Regions from separate parts of the Capra hircus genome. Here region 1 is linked to region 2. The links are chromatin contacts, called in public Hi-C maps. All regions are on one chromosome and are shown on one strand. The core of a region is the stretch at or near the end of the contact, and the rest is flanking DNA. Distances in the headings are between cores, read along the strand shown.

Region 1 (2,752 bases), core at 97-2,596, 51 kb before region 2:
GGTTTCTGACCTTTCCTGGACCGCAGAAACCAGTCCTTACACAAAGAAAGCAAGCCATGACACAGCAAATCAGGGAGGTTTCACGGCAGCTGGGCAGGACAAGGGCACTTTCAGGAAGTGCCTCCCATTCACCCCCGCCCCCTTACAGAACCCCAGGAAAACCTATTTCATCATTCCAAAAAAAAAAAAAGGGAAAGACTGCAGGTACAACAATCTTTTCAGGCCAACTGGAATCAAGCTATGTGCAATAGTTCCTTCCCCACCATGGAGCAGAGGTGGGGAAGCGCTCACACTCAGATCTTCTGAATGCATGTGACCACTAAGGACATCCTGAAGTTCCCCAACCATTCCTCACACACATTTGGTGGTGTCTCTTCCACCCATACTCCCCACCACACACATGCACTAACGCTCACCCCTGAAAGGTGGTCTCAGTCTCCCCTCTTAACTCTCACACTTATTAGGGTATTCAGTTTTCTCATTTGACAGGAAAGCAATGGCAGCTCACCTTTGGTGAGCCTCACTATGTGCTAAGCACTTTAACGCAGCAGGTACCCCACCTCAGAGTTTTTTTTGAGACTCAAGTGAGATGATACACAGAGAGAACCGGACACATAGTAAGTATTCAATAGACGTCTGCTCTGGTTACTGCTCCTGCCAACGACGCTGGTACAACATCAGTCACTTACTCAAGATCCTGCTGGCACTAAAAGACGGAGATGGAATCGAACTCAGCTCAGTTTTGCTGTTCAGGCAGCGACCTGCCTGAGGGGACAACTCCTCCACCCCTCCTCGCGGCTTCCCGAGTGACCCAGGCGATTTCACCCTTCGACCACTCTGTGATGAGCCCCGAGCCTGACAGCTGGGCCCGCGCAGTTCGCCCCGCCATCCTTGGGCCACTCGCCCCGCCACCCCGAACACTCGGCCAGGCCCGGACCGGGGCAGGGGCAGGATCGGGCCTGTCCTTTCGTCCCCGAGTCCCAGCTGGCTCCTCGAACGTGCGCCCCCGCTAGGCCCCACCGCACCTTGTCTTCCCAGGCCGCGTCGCTCCGCAGCACCTTGCTCCAAACAGAGACTTTGAGGGCCCCGTTGGCCAGCTGCGGCTGAGACGGCTCCTCCTTCCGCCGCCCGCCGCTCATCCTCCCGTCGCGCCGCCCGGGCCGGGCCTGGGGCGCGCGGGCCGATCTAAAAGGGGTCGGGGTCGCGGGTCACGGAGCGCGGGTCGGCGGTGGCGGCGACAGCGACAGGCTCAGCGGATCGGTTCAGCGGCGCCCCTCCGGCAGCCTGCACTTGGCCAAACACCCGGGCTCTGTTGGCTCGGTAGAGACCAAGCGCGCGGAAGGCGGAGCCACGCAGCGCCGCGCGTCCTCCTCCCGCAGACGTGCATACGCAGCCAATCAGCGGCCGCGCAGCTGTCCGAACGCAGGACCAGACGCCGCTTCGGCGCAAGCGCATTATGCGCGGGGACGTGACGGCAAGCTTCCGCTGACCCCGCAGTAAGGTGAGAGGGAAGGGACAATCTTGGTAACGACGACGCCATGAGCGCCAGGAGGCGCAGCGGAAGCATAAGAACGATGTCACCGAGGAAGGCGAGGTTAAACAGGAGCTTCATCCAGTCCGCCACAGCTTGTCCCTCGAGCAGCGGGGCAGAACACGGCCCTGCCTTACCCGAGGCGTCCTTTGGAGCCCAAGCCTTGCTCCCCGGGGGCCCCAAGTTGCCCCTCAGGGTTTAGCCCTTGCTTGTTTTCCCCGAACCTTGCAAGTCCCTTAGGACCTTGTTCAAAAAGTTCATTGTTTTGTGTAGTAGTAACTTTAGTGTCTCTAAATGCCTAGCGTCCTCTTTTGACAGATGTGAGCCCTGAGATCCAAAGAGGGGAAATGATTTTCTAAGGCTTTCGAGCGTGTTGGAACCAGCTGAGGACTCCTCAGGGGAGAAAGGTGGCATCAGAATATCTGAGCATTCTTCCAGCGAGCGTGTCCTTGCTACGCGCTTGGTTAGTGGTTCACAAGTGTGGTTCTGGACCAGCAGCAGGTGCATTACCTGGGAATTTGATTAGAGATTCAGATTCTCAGATCCCACTCAGACCCATTGAATCAGAAATTCTGGGGTGGGGCCCATAATCAGAGTTTCAGCCAGCCCGCCAGGTGGTGCCCTGCGCACACTGTGCAAAGTAACAAGGCGCATGAGTCCTGTGTGGTAGGTTTATACAGGCAAAGTAACCTGCTCTGAACCACTCAGCTAGTATCTGGGTCTGTCTGATTTCAAAATCTGCACCCTGGGGAGTTTCCTGCAGGTCCAGTGGTTAGAACTCGATATGCTTTCTCTCCCGTGGAATTTGGTTCAATCCCTGGTACCTGAAAAAAGACCCCGCAAACCAGAGGGGCGCCAGAGATGATACTGCAACAGACATTACTTTGTCCTCACCTGGTGGTATGGCCATATACCTGACATGGGTGTACACCTTTCGTCCTAACTTTCACATTATCAGCCCTCCCTCCTCTGAACCATCTCCCCTATGCAAACCTAGAGTAAAGCCTAACCAGCTCACTCCAGTTTGGACATGCATCACTGATATAAAACCTATTTTACAGACTCCCTGATGGCATGCAGTGCTGGAGACAGATCATTCTATCCCAGAATGTTGGAAGAATACCTGGCCTGGAGCCAAAGACAGAAAAAGTTAAGTTTTTAGCCTGCTGGGTCTAGTGGCAGAGGATTGTAATGGGGAATCTGATGTGGGCTGTTAGGGAA
Region 2 (2,990 bases), core at 4-2,503:
GGTTTGGCTTCCTAGGCCGATGCAGGGTCCCCTTAGTGCTCGGTGCTCCTTTGGCTCTGACCTCATACCTTTGTGGCTGGCTGGCTCTGGGTGACCTTTAGGGAAGGCAGCAGCACCTGCTCCCTGCTGGGTGCAGATGGGATGTGTCCAGTCCTGGTCTGAACCCCATGGAAGGTCCAGAGGCCAGGGATCAGCTCTCGCTCTGCCCCAGACCTGCTGGGGGGTGGCCTCAGGTGGTCCCTGTCCCTGTCTCTCTGTTCATTCAACCAGCATTTATTTCCCTTCCTCTTAGGCTCCAGGCACCATCATCAGTGTCCCCACTGTCAACTGTAACAGGGACCCCGGTCCTGCTGGTCTCTCACACATGTGGGATGTGAAAAGCTGTGGCTTACTGTGCTGCTGGTCACGTGGCAGAACCGACCCTCCAGTGCACCCAGACACCTGGTAGCTGCCTGCAGGGAATCCGTTCTTTCTCATCTCCATCCCCTCTTCACAGCTCCCAAAGCCTCCCTGCTCTTCCAGGACCACCTGGTTCCCCAGGAGCATTGAGGGGACCCTGGAGACCAGGCTCTAGTCCTGAAGGCTGTGACCTTGACTCTTGCCCTCTCAGAGCCCCAGAACCCCCACTGGGGTTTGCTGTGGTGGGTCCTGCCCCCTCTGCCCTCTCCCTCCCAGCAGAGCTTCTCCCCTCAGGATCTGCCTGCTCCCGCAGCTGGTCTCGTCTCAGCTGAGCCTTCCCTGGGCTGGTAGTCAGAAGGTGGAAGGAAGGACAGACGGGGCAGCCACTGGGGAAGAAGAGGGTGGGCGGTGTTTGGGGCCTCAGGGCACCTTTATTTCACCCCAGCCACAGACATACACACCCAAAGCAATGCTCAACCTTCTATTAGGCTCTGCCTCCCCAAGACGAAACGTCCGCCCTCTTGCATCTTCCAGAGCACACTCCCGGTGGGGTGGGGTGTGTTCTCGTGGCCGGGCACGGTGTCGGGGAGGGGAGTGGCACCCTGTCCTCTGAGAGGGGACCTCGGTGAGATTCGTGTGTTTGTGGCAGTGGCTGGGGAAGGGCTTGCGGGGGGGGTGCAAGTGGAGTGGTGTCCCAGACCAGGACACAGCGCCCTTCCTGTGGGGAGCAGCTGGAAGCGGGCAGGCAACAGCCGAGGCCGGGGCTCTCCTCGGGGCCTCCCGGGCCAGCCCCCTGGCCCAGCTCCCGAGAAGATGGGGTTTCCTCGGAGGGTCACCGGCCTCCCGCTGGCTCTGCCCCTGGCCTGGTGCTGTGCTTTCTCAGTCGTTTCCTTCACTCGGAGCTGGGCCCCCGGCCCCTCAGGGGGAGAGTCCTCTGAGAGGGGGCTCTGGGCTCCTGGGCACGGAGCCGGTGCAGACGGTGTATGTGGGAGCAGGTGGCTGGGACAGGGGCCGGGCACGGGGCGCTGGGATGGCCTAGTCGTCCTTGTCCTTGGCGCCGTGTTTGAGGATGCGGGTGAACTCCACGTAGTTGAAGTTGCCTTTCTTATCAATGGGCGCCTCTCGGTACATCTCGTCCACCTCCTCATCTGTGAAGCGGTCACCCATGGTGGTGAGCAGCTCCCGAAGGTGGTCCTCATGGATGAAACCTGGGGCGGGGGTGGAGGGGGCACAGGGCCAGGGCCTTGAGACACACCTCACACCCCCTGCCCGGGGCCCCCCCAGGACTCACAGACCTTGTAGCTGGAGGCGGGGGGCGGGGGCGCCGGGAAAAGACACAGTCCTGGTGTCTGTTCAGTTCGAGGTCACCAGGGCCCAGCGGGAACAGTTCTGCAGTGGGGCTGTCTGCGAGGTGTTTCTGTGGGGGTGGGGATGGGGGCCCTGGGGCTGTGAGGGTTGGGGAGGCCCTGCCTGGGGCTGTGGGGGTGCTGACGGTGCTGCTTGAAGAACCTGGGCCCCAGAGCTCCACTGCCTGCGTCTGAATGCTGATCTCTTCTTTCTAGCTGTGTGACCTTGGGCAAGTTACTTAACCTTTCTCTGCCTGTTTGATCTGGAAAATGGGGAGGAAAATATGCCAACCTAGTTAGGGAGCTGTGACACAGTCAGGAAAAGGTTCTGACCTGCTTAGGCCTGTGGTGCGCCTCTGGCCCCTGAGAAACTGCTGAAGCGGCTACTGCCAGCGGCGTCCCACAGGCCTGTCCCTGGGAGAGACCCGCGGTGGCTGGGAAGCCCTTTGGAGGACCTGAGGGTGGGGGGCGCTGGTTTCTGTAACCTGTTGGCCCGCGGGCCTGAGATGGTTTGGTTTCTGGAAGGGTCAAAAGCAGAAGCCAGTGCGTTGAGCCAACAGGAGAGCTAAGAAGTGGGAAGGCTTACGGGATGTGGGCTGTTTCAGTTTAGCCTTTGGCGGGGACAAAACAAGGAAGCAGCTTTTATCGTTCAGGTGGCAGAAACAGGTGGACAGATGATCTCTGTCCTGGCCTTTGGAGGCAGAGGGGCGCCCTGAGGTGCCAGCGCAGCTGGGTGCCACTTGCATACGCGGGGTGTCCAGGCGAGGTGTGCAGCCCCAGCCCCATCCAGGCCTCTGTCCCGAGGCTGCTGACTGACCTGAGGCCTCCTCGTCAAAGCAGGCGAAGGCGTTGCGGATCACATCCTCGGGGTCTGTGCCGTTCAGCTTCTCCCCAAACATGGTGAGGAACATGGTGAAGTTGATGGGCCCCGGGGCCTCGCTCATCATGCCCTCCAGGTACTCGTCCGTGGGGTTCTTCCCTGTGGGGAAGGGCCATCCGTGCCTGCTCTCACCTCCCGTCCCCTCCCCGCATAGCCCCATAGACAAGAGAGAGTAAATTTAGTAAGCTGTTGAAAAGTGTGAAAGGGCAGTCACTCAGTTGTGTCTTGACCCTGCGGCCTCATGTACTGTAGCCCACCTGGCTCCTCTCTCCGTGGAATTATCCAGGCAAGAATACTGGAATGAATAGCCATGCCCTCCTCCAGGGGATCTTCCCCACCCAGGGATTGAACCCATGCGTCCTGAA

The links. A called contact is a pair of places that touch in the nucleus more often than the background predicts.
Region 1: a contact with region 2 is called in a Hi-C map of blood, with 3 times the contacts expected there. The contact joins the promoter of LOC102177994 here to the enhancer-like site in region 2. A contact is called at or near these places in 2 of 5 Hi-C or Micro-C datasets (both in blood).

What each region holds. Positions count from the first base shown.
Region 1 is chr13:65,270,897-65,273,648 of ARS1.2, reverse strand. LOC102177994 reads right to left here and starts at 1,346. Exons shown (of 4, transcript XM_005688679.3): 1 at 1,026-1,346. The coding sequence starts at 1,139.
Region 2 is chr13:65,219,499-65,222,488 of ARS1.2, reverse strand. It overlaps MYL9 (myosin regulatory light polypeptide 9), which reads right to left. Exons shown (of 4, transcript XM_018057813.1): 3 at 2,563-2,724; 4 at 814-1,607. The coding sequence ends at 1,435. Among named protein-coding and RNA genes, the nearest start is that of MYL9, 7.7 kb to the right of the region's middle. Within about 2 kb of position 1,253, at least 1 of the 5 cell types and tissues checked has an H3K27ac peak or open chromatin away from gene starts, as enhancers often do.